Regions from separate parts of the Anas platyrhynchos genome. Here region 1 is linked to region 2. A link is a contact called in public Hi-C data. All regions are on one chromosome and are shown on one strand. The core of a region is the stretch at or near the end of the contact, and the rest is flanking DNA. Distances in the headings are between cores, read along the strand shown.

Region 1 (5,001 bases), core at 1,191-3,690, 110 kb before region 2:
AAAATAAACACCGCACACAAGAATCATGAAAGCCACCTGCAGTAAGAGTATGGACTTATTTTCCACTACCCCTTTTCTTTTTCTTTTTTGTTTCCTGCAAGGCAGCAGCACAACAAAGAGAGATACTGGTAGAAGGCACAGACAAAGAAGCATTCCAAAAAACGTGACATATAAAGAAGAAATCTAAAGTGAAAAAGAATTACTGAACCCACTTTGGAAAACCTTATGCATTTCTGCTTGCGTTATTAAGAAAGACAATGAATAGTTATTAACATTGTTTAAGGTATTCGTGAAGATTTAGAGATCAAATGTAAAAACGAAATAAGCCAAGCAAAATTTACCCAGAAAATACTTTGCAGGCCAGTTTATATGGTAACCTTGCAGGCCGGTTTATATGGTAACCTTGGAAGTATACAGTAATTAATTTCCCACAGCTACAAAAGTGAGTGCATCTCAAAGTCTCAACATTGGCTTCCAGGTTGAATCTAGCCAGGAAATTTTTTATCTAAAGTAGCAGAGTAAAGAAAAAATAAATTACAGTCCTTGTCTATTACAGACATCACGTGTATCACAAAGCCATTCTTCGAGACAGACCTCAAACACTTCAGGTAAAAAGATTATTTTCATGGGAACTGATGTTGTAACAAGCTGCCAGAAGACACATCACTACTTTGTCACCCACCAGCACGTGGAACAGAATTAAACCTGTTCATGACAGTAGGAGGACATGGTAATTGCAAAGGAAAACATGAATGGAAGGGTAAGTGCAACAAGGAATATCCCTCAGAGACTCTGAGCAGGATGATACTGGCCACAACAGAGTGCATTTGTAATATTTACCTGACCTACCAGCTATGAGAATGATCTTACACAAACCTTCTCAAAAGGAGCTTTACCCACAGGAACACAAAGTTACAGGAAAAGACTAAAACAGCTTGTTTTTCAAACCAGCGGTCTTCAGACTACGGGGGCATGCAATACATCCTGAAGAGGGGGAAGGGCATGAAAAAAAAAAATTAAGACCTGCTGGTCTAGAACAAAATAAAGGCTAAATGCATCTAACTGCTATCCCCAGATGCAGCATGTGCAAAACCCAAGGGAAGAACAGAGGTATCTGCACCAACGGGCAGTATCTGCACCACCACAGTCCATGTCAGCTGGAACCGAGACGTAGGTTTTTATGCTGGAACTGAGACGTAGATTTCTAAAGATCAGTGATAAACCACAAACAGCTTTGTGGAGGACCAACGAAGGGTTCAGTTTGGAACCTGGAAGGAAAAAAGGCTGTGGAAATCATGCTGCACGTCTGCTGGAAGCAATGGAGGACTAGAGCCCATCGTCCAGGCTACCCCTGGAGAATCTATTTTGCATGTGTCTATAATTGAAAGATTATTTCCATCTCTGACAGCCACCTCTCCCACTGTAACACCGGGGGTCTGGACCAACCAACCAACACCTCCACCAGCATTTTCCTCCTCCTGTTTTATACAACTTTGACTTCCAGCACAAATTCCAGCTTACAGATGAGACTCCCTTGTGACCAAAATAATACTGCTTTTAAGTAATTGAGCTTCACTCAGTAAATACCTTTTCAATTAGCAATTGATGGTTACTTCTCCCTGGTCATCGTGGCCGACCTTTTTCTCTCTCCAATATTCAGCAAGGACTTCCTTACGAATGCCTGTAATCCTCCCATCAAGGACGGGAGAAATGAGGCTCTCCCTGAAGCAGGATCGCTGAAATCTGTCTTCGTAAAGTCCCTTTAACCTCAGCACCACAAATACGTGAAAACTGCAGTTTCTTGAAAAGAATAAAGCAGGCGTTTTCCTAAACCACAAAAAAAAAAAAAAAAAAAAAGAAGGCTGTGCTATGCTATGCTACAGGCTTATCAAAACAGCAGATATATGCAGTGTTAGTGAAACCACATATATTATAAATCAGTCAGATCGCATTCCTGTTACGTGGTCTACAAAGACTATTCAAATTTAAGTGCCCTTTACACTGAAACACTAATTTCTGGATCGACATTGTTTCACAGATAACTTCGAATTACCAAAACCTGACAGGGCTAAACATTCAGAGATTAGAGCTCCCATCTTTTCTTTTTTTATAGGAAGGGCGCACAATTTGCTACCCAGGCTCTCAGAATGAGCTGTGGCTCCTAGACAAACTCTGGAGAACTAGCAGGTCCCGTGATGCCAGGTCCACCGTTTGGCTGCTGTTTATACCCACAACTTCACCCAGGAGACGCCCACGGGCAGTATAAGAAGGAAAGCCAAGGAGCTGGCCGACCTGGCTTCAACCTGAGCTGACAAGGAAGCCAGAGCGACAAGCGAGGAGGAGAAAAGCATCCCAGAGCCCCCCCAGCACCCTCGGGTGGCTCTGGCAGCTCGGGCCCACCACGCAGCGCTGTGTTTCTGCTCTCCTCCGGCAGAGGGCAACGGCACTCGGCGGCTTAAAGGCCGCTCTGAAGCGAGTGGCGTACTGCCTGCAATTCCCAGCACCGCTGACACCTGTCTAAAAACATAAACAGTATTTAATACCGCAGGACTTGAGCGTTTCTGTTCCATTCAGGCTTTTCTTACACGTCTTTCTGATGTTTATGTCTCACGGAGAAGAAAATACCTGCTGCTTTTTGCAGGTCTGGAATCTTGTTCTCTATCGATAGGATAAATAATTCTGGTTGCTCTGGGAGCCTGTGCCATTGCCGTGAAATCACAGAAGTTATTACATAAAGATCTCCCAGGAAGTACAGGTGACACACTGATATACAGCAGACACTGACAGATTCATGTTTAAAGATCAGTTAAAAAAATAAAAAAATAAAATAAGAGGAAGAGCACCCCTAAAAATGCCAAACTGCAGAACTCCCGGTAACACAGCAGCGACACCTGAAAGCCTACCAGTGCTTTCAGTTTGGAAAACACAGCCAGATTAATAGCCAGAAATCCTTTTTCACCCTCCTGCTAAAAGTAAACACCGTTGCTAGATGCATCTTCGGTCTCCCGAGGCTTCACAGCTCCCTGTAGGAGCTGGGTAGCTCCAAATCTCCCCCACCCACCGAGTTCCAGCAGTGAAACACAACGGTATGCTCGGCTCCTGGCTTAACCATCTCCTGCCACCCAGCATTTGCCCACAGAGAAACAAACACCTCCATGGCTGACACCAACAGCAACCAAGGCAAAAAACAAGCAAATGTCGGCCGGCCCGGCCACCCACCCCCCCCCAGGAGGCTAGAAGTTGAATGCCAGTTAATTCTCCTTTATTTCCTCTGCACGCTGTAGTTTATCAAGCCAGGATCTGCCTTCATTTCACAAATCTATGCTTGCAGAAGCTCCTCCGATAGCTGCTACGGAGATACCGAAAGTCAGTGAACTAAACAGAATGCAGTAACACAAATCAGCACATTTTCAGGATATTCCATATAAAAGGTTAACTTGTATTTACAAATATAATTTTTCTTTTCTGAAAGTTTATTTAGCACCAAAATTATACCTGACCACGATTCAGATGAAGAACAATTCAACCCAGATTCAGGGCTTTTTTTTTTCCCCCCTTTAAAAAAAATCCAGCCGAAAGGACGCACTCAGCTTCCCCCAGGAGAAGCTCCACAGACAATATTTAATCCAAACTAATAAAATACTACCAAAAAAAATAAATAAGAAGGATTACTTCGGGCTCAACACCGCGCTGCTGCCAGCCTGCTTGGTTTCGGTGCAGCATCAGGCAAACCAGCACGTCCCTCTATGCAAAGCGCCAGAACTACGGACATTTTGTAACAGCTGAGCAGGATGCTTACCAGGTTCCCCTCTCCCCCCCCTTTTCACTCCATCTTCCCACCCAGCAACTAACTGCTGCTTCTGACCACTGCTGACACAAATTAAAAAAAAGAAAATTCTCTCTCGGTATTATTAGAAAACTAACTTCACAAGTTTTCTGTTAAGGTAAGACTGTCGTACAGGATTTATTACATGTAAGCACGTCATAGGTTTTGCTGACAAAGAATAAGAATTTGAAAGTCGGGAGAGGAAAATACCACAACTGCTGCAGTACCTTTGTATTTACCAGCTTTGCTTGCTTACTAAATAATCGCATGATTTACGTCCTTCAGTAGGACCAACCTACGTGCAGAGACGTGTTAATAAAATCACGGCTCACAAATGGTGCTATAAATGCCCTTTAAACCATTTGTTTTCTCCATTCCTTTTGTTTACGCTTTAGTGGCAAATTTATAGCCTAGCAAGAATAATAACAATAAAAAAAATAACATCAGCAATGCCCCATTAATGCTTCCTAGCATAATAATACCAAAAAAAATAAAGAGCTAGTAACAAGTAACAGGAGACTGGAATTCGGCTGTGAAGCCCAGTTCAGGAGCAGGACCATCTCCCCTCACCCACCAACTCTGCCACATGCCTCGACTGAAACGCTCGTAAAATAAACCACTGTCAACAGCAAAACTTCCTCATCCACGCTGATTACAACTAATTACAACCAGCACATCCTACAATCATCACTTTTTTTTTTGTTGTCCTGCCAAACACATCACTTTCTGTAGGAAATTCAGGGAACACGTTCAGCTCGGCTGTTTTACTCTCGCCATCAGTATTTTCCCCCTGTAGCTGTCGGTCTTGCAGAGATCTCCAGACTCAGCCCGTGCAGAAGCGCGTTGCGGGGGACATTTAACACATTCCTGCCACAGCTCCAGGAGGCTCAGGAGCAGTCACAAATTAGGACCCTCTGCAAGCATAAAGTGCCCAGGTCAAGAACTAGAGAAGGATGAAATCTCTGACCTTGGTAAGGGTGAACCTCGGAGGCGAACACAAACAACTCCAGTTTCCAGTCTCACTGTTAGATAACAACGCTACGCCTGCTGGCTGAGGTGTAACGCCCTGAAGGACCAAAAAAAGGATGGAGGGTTTTATGCTGGATTTTTGTAAAACCCGAAGCCAGAAAAAATATACTGTTTATGCACAAATTCTTGGCAAACGCTCGCAACCC
Region 2 (5,301 bases), core at 187-2,686:
TTGGGAAGCTGCTTTAATTGGACAGTCGGAATTCCCTTATGTGAGAATAAATAATTGGTGCAAAGCTAACAACTCTTCTGTATCCATACCATTAGCTCTTTGCTTCCATCCCTTGGGTATGGGGCCGTGTCATTTGAGTATTTGTTCTCACTCATCTGCCTTCAGGCAGCTCTGGGTGAGAGAAGAAAGGGGAGCAAAAGATTCCGTGTCCCTGGCACTGGAGAGCTTCAGAGAGAGCTCAGACCTCATTTGTGGGGACCTGCATGCTTCAGGAGCTCCTGAGCAAGGCTCGCAGAATTGCAGTGTGGCACTGTATTCAATTTAGCTCTCTCTGATACAAGCCAAACTGAATATTTTTGTATTGCACGGAAGAATGCTACCTGGAGAAAGCTTTGTTAGTGTTTAAATGGCAAGCTGTTAAGTTGCTCTGCTTTTTTATAGTACTTAAGTTATTATATATTAAGCTGTATATTTTTAATGTAGAGTCTTATTATGGACCAACACTCTCTCCTTCCTCTTTTTTTTTTTTTTAACAAGGTGATGGGGAAGACAGCCGACCAGGGATGAGAGGAGGCCATCAGATGGTTATAGATGTTCAGACCGGTGAGTAGTTGCTGGGTTTCTTAACTAACTTAATTACTTAATGAGATATTCTTCATATAAATGTGCAAAAGTGTTCTTCAGGGAATGTCTTAATTTAAATTTGAGGTAAAATTGCACTTTTTAGTAGTTATATTAAATACTGTGCTTTCATTTCTACTCCAGCTGCTTTTCCCACCCACTTCTTCCTGCTCGTTCTCCTTTAGGCCTGTTTCGCTAAGAAACCAAGAACAATTGGTTTTAATTCTTGTTGTTCTTCCTCTTCTTTTTGAGCAGATGCTTAGACAAGAGGAAAGAAATTAGGGATGATTATTTCCCTTATCTATTACATATTGCGTGCTTTGGAATAGCACTCAAGCAATAGAACTGATGTGTTGAAACATTCATTCTGTTTTGGTTAGGGTGGCTTCTACCTTCCGCTATTTTTGTGCAAGAAACCATTTAAATATAAATTATTTGAGGCTTTTTATGGAAATGCTTTCTATAGCAGTTTAAAGAATGGTTCAGCTTCTGTTTCAAAGAGCCCACAAAGAGAGGAAAGGGGGGTATAGGTAACAATTCTGCCGGATATTTTATTTCATAATTTTCCATAGCTTTGTCTTGCTTTTATTTAATCAGATTTTTGGTACATTATACTGTACTAAAGTAATCTTTCAGTTATGCATCCCTGCTTGCATCTTTTCTAAGCAAAGGATTTGTATGATTAAAGCAACTTTCCTTAGGTAAGGAGAAACAAGATCAGGGTCGTCAGTAACAAAAAGGTGTCACTGGGGGAGCTGGCACAAGCACTACTGTGGCCATATCTGTTGTGGTCATATGGAAAGGGATTGAAGCATGTGACAAAACCTTCAAGAGTAATTTGCTAAGTCATAGTGAACAAGCAAAAATGCAGCAGTAGCTGCAGTCTTTGGCTTTTACTCCGAATGTAGTTACTGAGCTAGAGAAAGCACCCGAGTTATTTTGTAGATGAAAGCAAACTTTTTCGGTGGAAGAGATTCATTAGAATAAAATGCTGCTGGAGGACTGCTGGTGTTTGCCTGCAAAAGAAGCTGTGAACGCTCCCTAGTGGTCCTGGTGAATAAGTAGCAGTGTTTGACGGGTGTGCTGAAGTAAGAGGAGGCATGTGAACTTGGCAAGGGGCAGTCCTTTAGACCTGCTGAAAGCCATACAGCTGTGATAGCGTGTCTTCATTTCAAATTGGTTTGTTTAAGTCTTAGCAAGCATATCATCTCTGCCTTAGACTTAGGTTTTCACTCCGCTCTAATAAGGCAGTAAAAAACCATTGATAATTAACTTTTTTTTTTTTTTGACTTAAAACTGGCTGGAGAGCACGTACAGAAGGAGTCCCAATGCTTCAGAACTGGATCTCTCTCTGACATCAGTCCTCTCCTGCTGCAGCTCTCTCCAGTGGAGGCAGGATACCTTCCTTCAGAAAGTTTTGCAGTGGGATATTTGGGAGATTGCCCTTAGTTTTGCTTTCAGGCCCACTGAGGCTTGTAAAAGCTCGTATGTTATTGAAATTAAAAGGTTTGCCATGAAATTCAGCTTACGGACAGGCCAAGGGGAGTTCTTGGTGCTGTTTGAATCCTTAAACCCAGCTGCTGCTGACTGCTTGAGTTTTCCTTTTGAACGTAGGCAGCGTTTAATGAGACCATGGGATTTGGCCAGCTATGTCAGGATGTGTTTTGCAGACTGGAGCTGGTCTCCCTGGTCAGTCTCGAGCAAATCTAGTATTAATGGAAAAAGGAGCAGCAGCATGCTCAAAGAAATCATCCCTTCCTTACCCACACGCTTGTTGAGCTGTATTCTCAGAGGAGGTGAAGTAGTAGTTCACTTTGTATTCCTCATTAGATCGGGGAAGTCCTTTTTCAGAAATTACTCTTTTCCTCAACTTTAATCCTCTGTAAGCAAACGCAACAAAATCAGACTCATGAGGAGGCTCTGCTGTTTCATATCACATAGAACAGATTCTGGAAGCAAACTTTAATCTCCAATGTCAAGCCCTGCTGTAGCTCTGGATATAACTGCAGAAGGTTCTGCTTTTTGATTAACCTCAAAGAAATATGAGCCAGTTGTTACTGATTACAATGACAAACGTTTATTTTTACTAGGTTTTGTATAGAACTGAGCCTGCCAGATGCACGTGTTAGTGTCAGGATAGGGAGATGGGTTGGTAAGTAGTTGAGTTACATCTCAGGTTACTGATAGCCAGTTGAGTCACCACATCTCTTGTTTATGCTCTATAAGTTTCAGGCAGAATATAGTTTAATTTCTCCTTAACTGCCTTTTAGCATGTCTTATCTTCCCATTAGGAGAGGCCGAAAGTAACTAAAAGAGCAGTTAAGGCATCTCTGCTGGCAAACAGTGACTTGTGGTGGTGTAGCTGGTTTCTGTCTGATGTTCACGCACTTAATACTCACTGCAGCTGTCTTGGAATAAGCACAGTGCTCTTTGTGCTTTGAAAAACCTCTGTAGCATATGGAAACGAGGGCACAGGCATTTTCGGATGCGGAACTGAGAAGGCAGCTTGTTGTTGTCCCATGTCAAAAATGTGGTAATCATTAATTCTCACAATTTTTTCCAGGCTTTTGTTTGCATTAGCGCTCAGACTGGAATGACCCTGGGTGGCGGAATTAGGAAGCTGTTCTTGGTATGCCTATAGAGAAACGTTTACAAAGAGGCATTCCTACTTACAGTTGGAAACCGCTGGTGTGTACATTAAGGCTCTGGGCTGTAAATGAAAACAGAAGATTTATGCTTCTGCTTTGCCTGCAAGGCGCATGCCTCGTGTAGCTCACTATAGGAGGCTGGGGAGTTTCCTGCACTCTTTTACGAGGAAGGAGACGTGTTAGGGTAGTCACAGCCCTAAACAAAAAAGCATCCCCAAAACACCCAAAGTGAAAACAACTCTGAAGCTGTACAAGGGCATTCTGTGTTAAGTGAGCTGGATGTCTGTCATGAAAACCTCCAATTTATGTAGGTCCTGGTGAAATGCCCAAGCACTAAAGGGCAGGCTCGTACAGCACAGTGCTTTACGGATGCATTAAGTGCTGATAGAATGATTGCCCAAATGCAGTTTTGGAAAAAGGTCTAGGTGTCTGTCTAGCATTGAACTTTGATTATCACAATGCTGATTATGCCCCCTCAGGCCTTTCTGCAGTTCAGATATGATGTGTTATGAAATGCCAAGCCCTACCCTGGAAGAAGGTGGGAATGGGTAAGCAGACTGCCCCATTCATGCTTTTAAGGAATACCATCTGTATTTCAGAGGAATATCCATACTGGATTTCAGATGTCTGGTTTATAATTCCATAGTTAAAGTGGGTTTTTTCCTCCTCTCTTGTAGAGCAAGTATAATTTTATATGAATGATAGTGTAGTCCCTAAGGCCACATAATTTGTTTGGGTAACAGAACGATGTTTTTAGGATTTGAAAAGAAAATAAACGAGTATGAAAGTTATTCTATTTAAAAGAGACTCTTCCGTGGTATATTCTAATTTTTTTTCAAGGTTCATCTTTATTTCATTTAGATAAAGCCTTTGTATGTTTTCTGACTAGCCCGTTAGAAGTAATAGCTAAGCAACCAGTATGACTTTTGTCTGCATTTCTCCTAGCTATGGCAACTGAAACATTTTCTGAAGGAAAATATTAGCGAAGCGATCTTTATCAGTGTTTGTGCTACCTCTGTTCGGTCTCTGAAGTGAAACTAATTTGTGATTTCAGATGTACATTATTTCCCCTTTCCCTTTTGTGAGGAATTCTGCTCGCTTCATTATGTTAGATAAGTGAAAAGAAATCTGTAGGCTGGAAACAGTGGGAGATTGAAAACGGTGGGCATGGTATGCCCGTGGTCTACGTGGAGATGGTGAGACTGGCCCAAAAGAAGCACAGAGAGATAAAAAAGACGAAGTGAGAGCAGCAGACACGAGAAAAAGATGCTGTTTTGCCTGAGGAAAACACTGCTATCCATAAGATATTTTATTTAAAGACAGGGCTTGTGTACAAGATGAAGAGATCTCCGAAACAAAACACAGATGGCTTGTAAGCTCTGAAACACAAACAGCTGCTGCATCCTGGAGGTTACTCAACTTCATGGGGCTTTTGCGTTTGGGAAGACTTTGTCTGCGTTGTGTGCCTACCCAGACCAGCCTGAGCCTGAAAAAAAAATTCATCCAGCCAGCATCTGCACTGAACAGTGATTCAGAAACCGAGTGACAAAGGTTGGAAAAGCCCTTCAAGATCTGGTCCAACCATCCCCCTACCACCAATGTCACCCACTAAGCCATGTCCCCAAGCACCACGTCCAACCTTTCCTTGAACACCCCCAGGGACGGTGACTCCACCACCTCCCTGGCAACCTGTCCCAGTGCCTGTCTGGCTGTGCACTTGTTCTGAGCATTCCCTTACATGTGCAGCTTGCAGATAACTAAAGCTGTGCTCACTACAGGAGGTGCCATCCTTTAGTGGAAGGCTTTTCAGGTGCCTTGCACCCAGCTTTCTTGGGACAAGTCCTCCAGATCTAGGAACGCTGAGAATGCTGATTCTCAAGTGCACCCTTGGCAAGTTTGGGATGATAGCAAACCATGGAGGGGGCTGATAATAAACTGGAGGATGGGACTGTAATCAGGGGCTGGAGGAGAGAGCTTCTGTCGGAGGCTTAGCAGAAGCAGGGCTAGCAGGTTGGGGCATGATGATTTCCCT

Evidence for each region. Hi-C and Micro-C count contacts between places; a contact is called where the count stands out from the background.
Region 1: a contact with region 2 is called in a Hi-C map of subcutaneous adipose tissue, with 3 times the contacts expected there. The contact joins two enhancer-like sites. A contact is called at or near these places in 2 of 8 Hi-C or Micro-C datasets (skeletal muscle and subcutaneous adipose tissue).

What each region holds. Positions count from the first base shown.
Region 1 is chr1:3,690,975-3,695,975 of IASCAAS_PekinDuck_T2T, reverse strand. The region is part of intron 1 of LOC119717831; the gene reads right to left. Among named protein-coding and RNA genes, the nearest start is that of MKLN1, 68 kb to the right of the region's middle. Within about 2 kb of position 2,440, at least 1 of the 8 cell types and tissues checked has an H3K27ac peak or open chromatin away from gene starts, as enhancers often do. A contact at or near this core is called in subcutaneous adipose tissue, where this site is marked.
Region 2 is chr1:3,580,441-3,585,741 of IASCAAS_PekinDuck_T2T, reverse strand. MKLN1 (muskelin 1) reads left to right here. Exons shown (of 18, transcript XM_027461121.3): 8 at 538-603. Among named protein-coding and RNA genes, the nearest start is that of MKLN1, 43 kb to the left of the region's middle. Within about 2 kb of position 1,436, at least 2 of the 8 cell types and tissues checked have an H3K27ac peak or open chromatin away from gene starts, as enhancers often do. A contact at or near this core is called in subcutaneous adipose tissue, where this site is marked.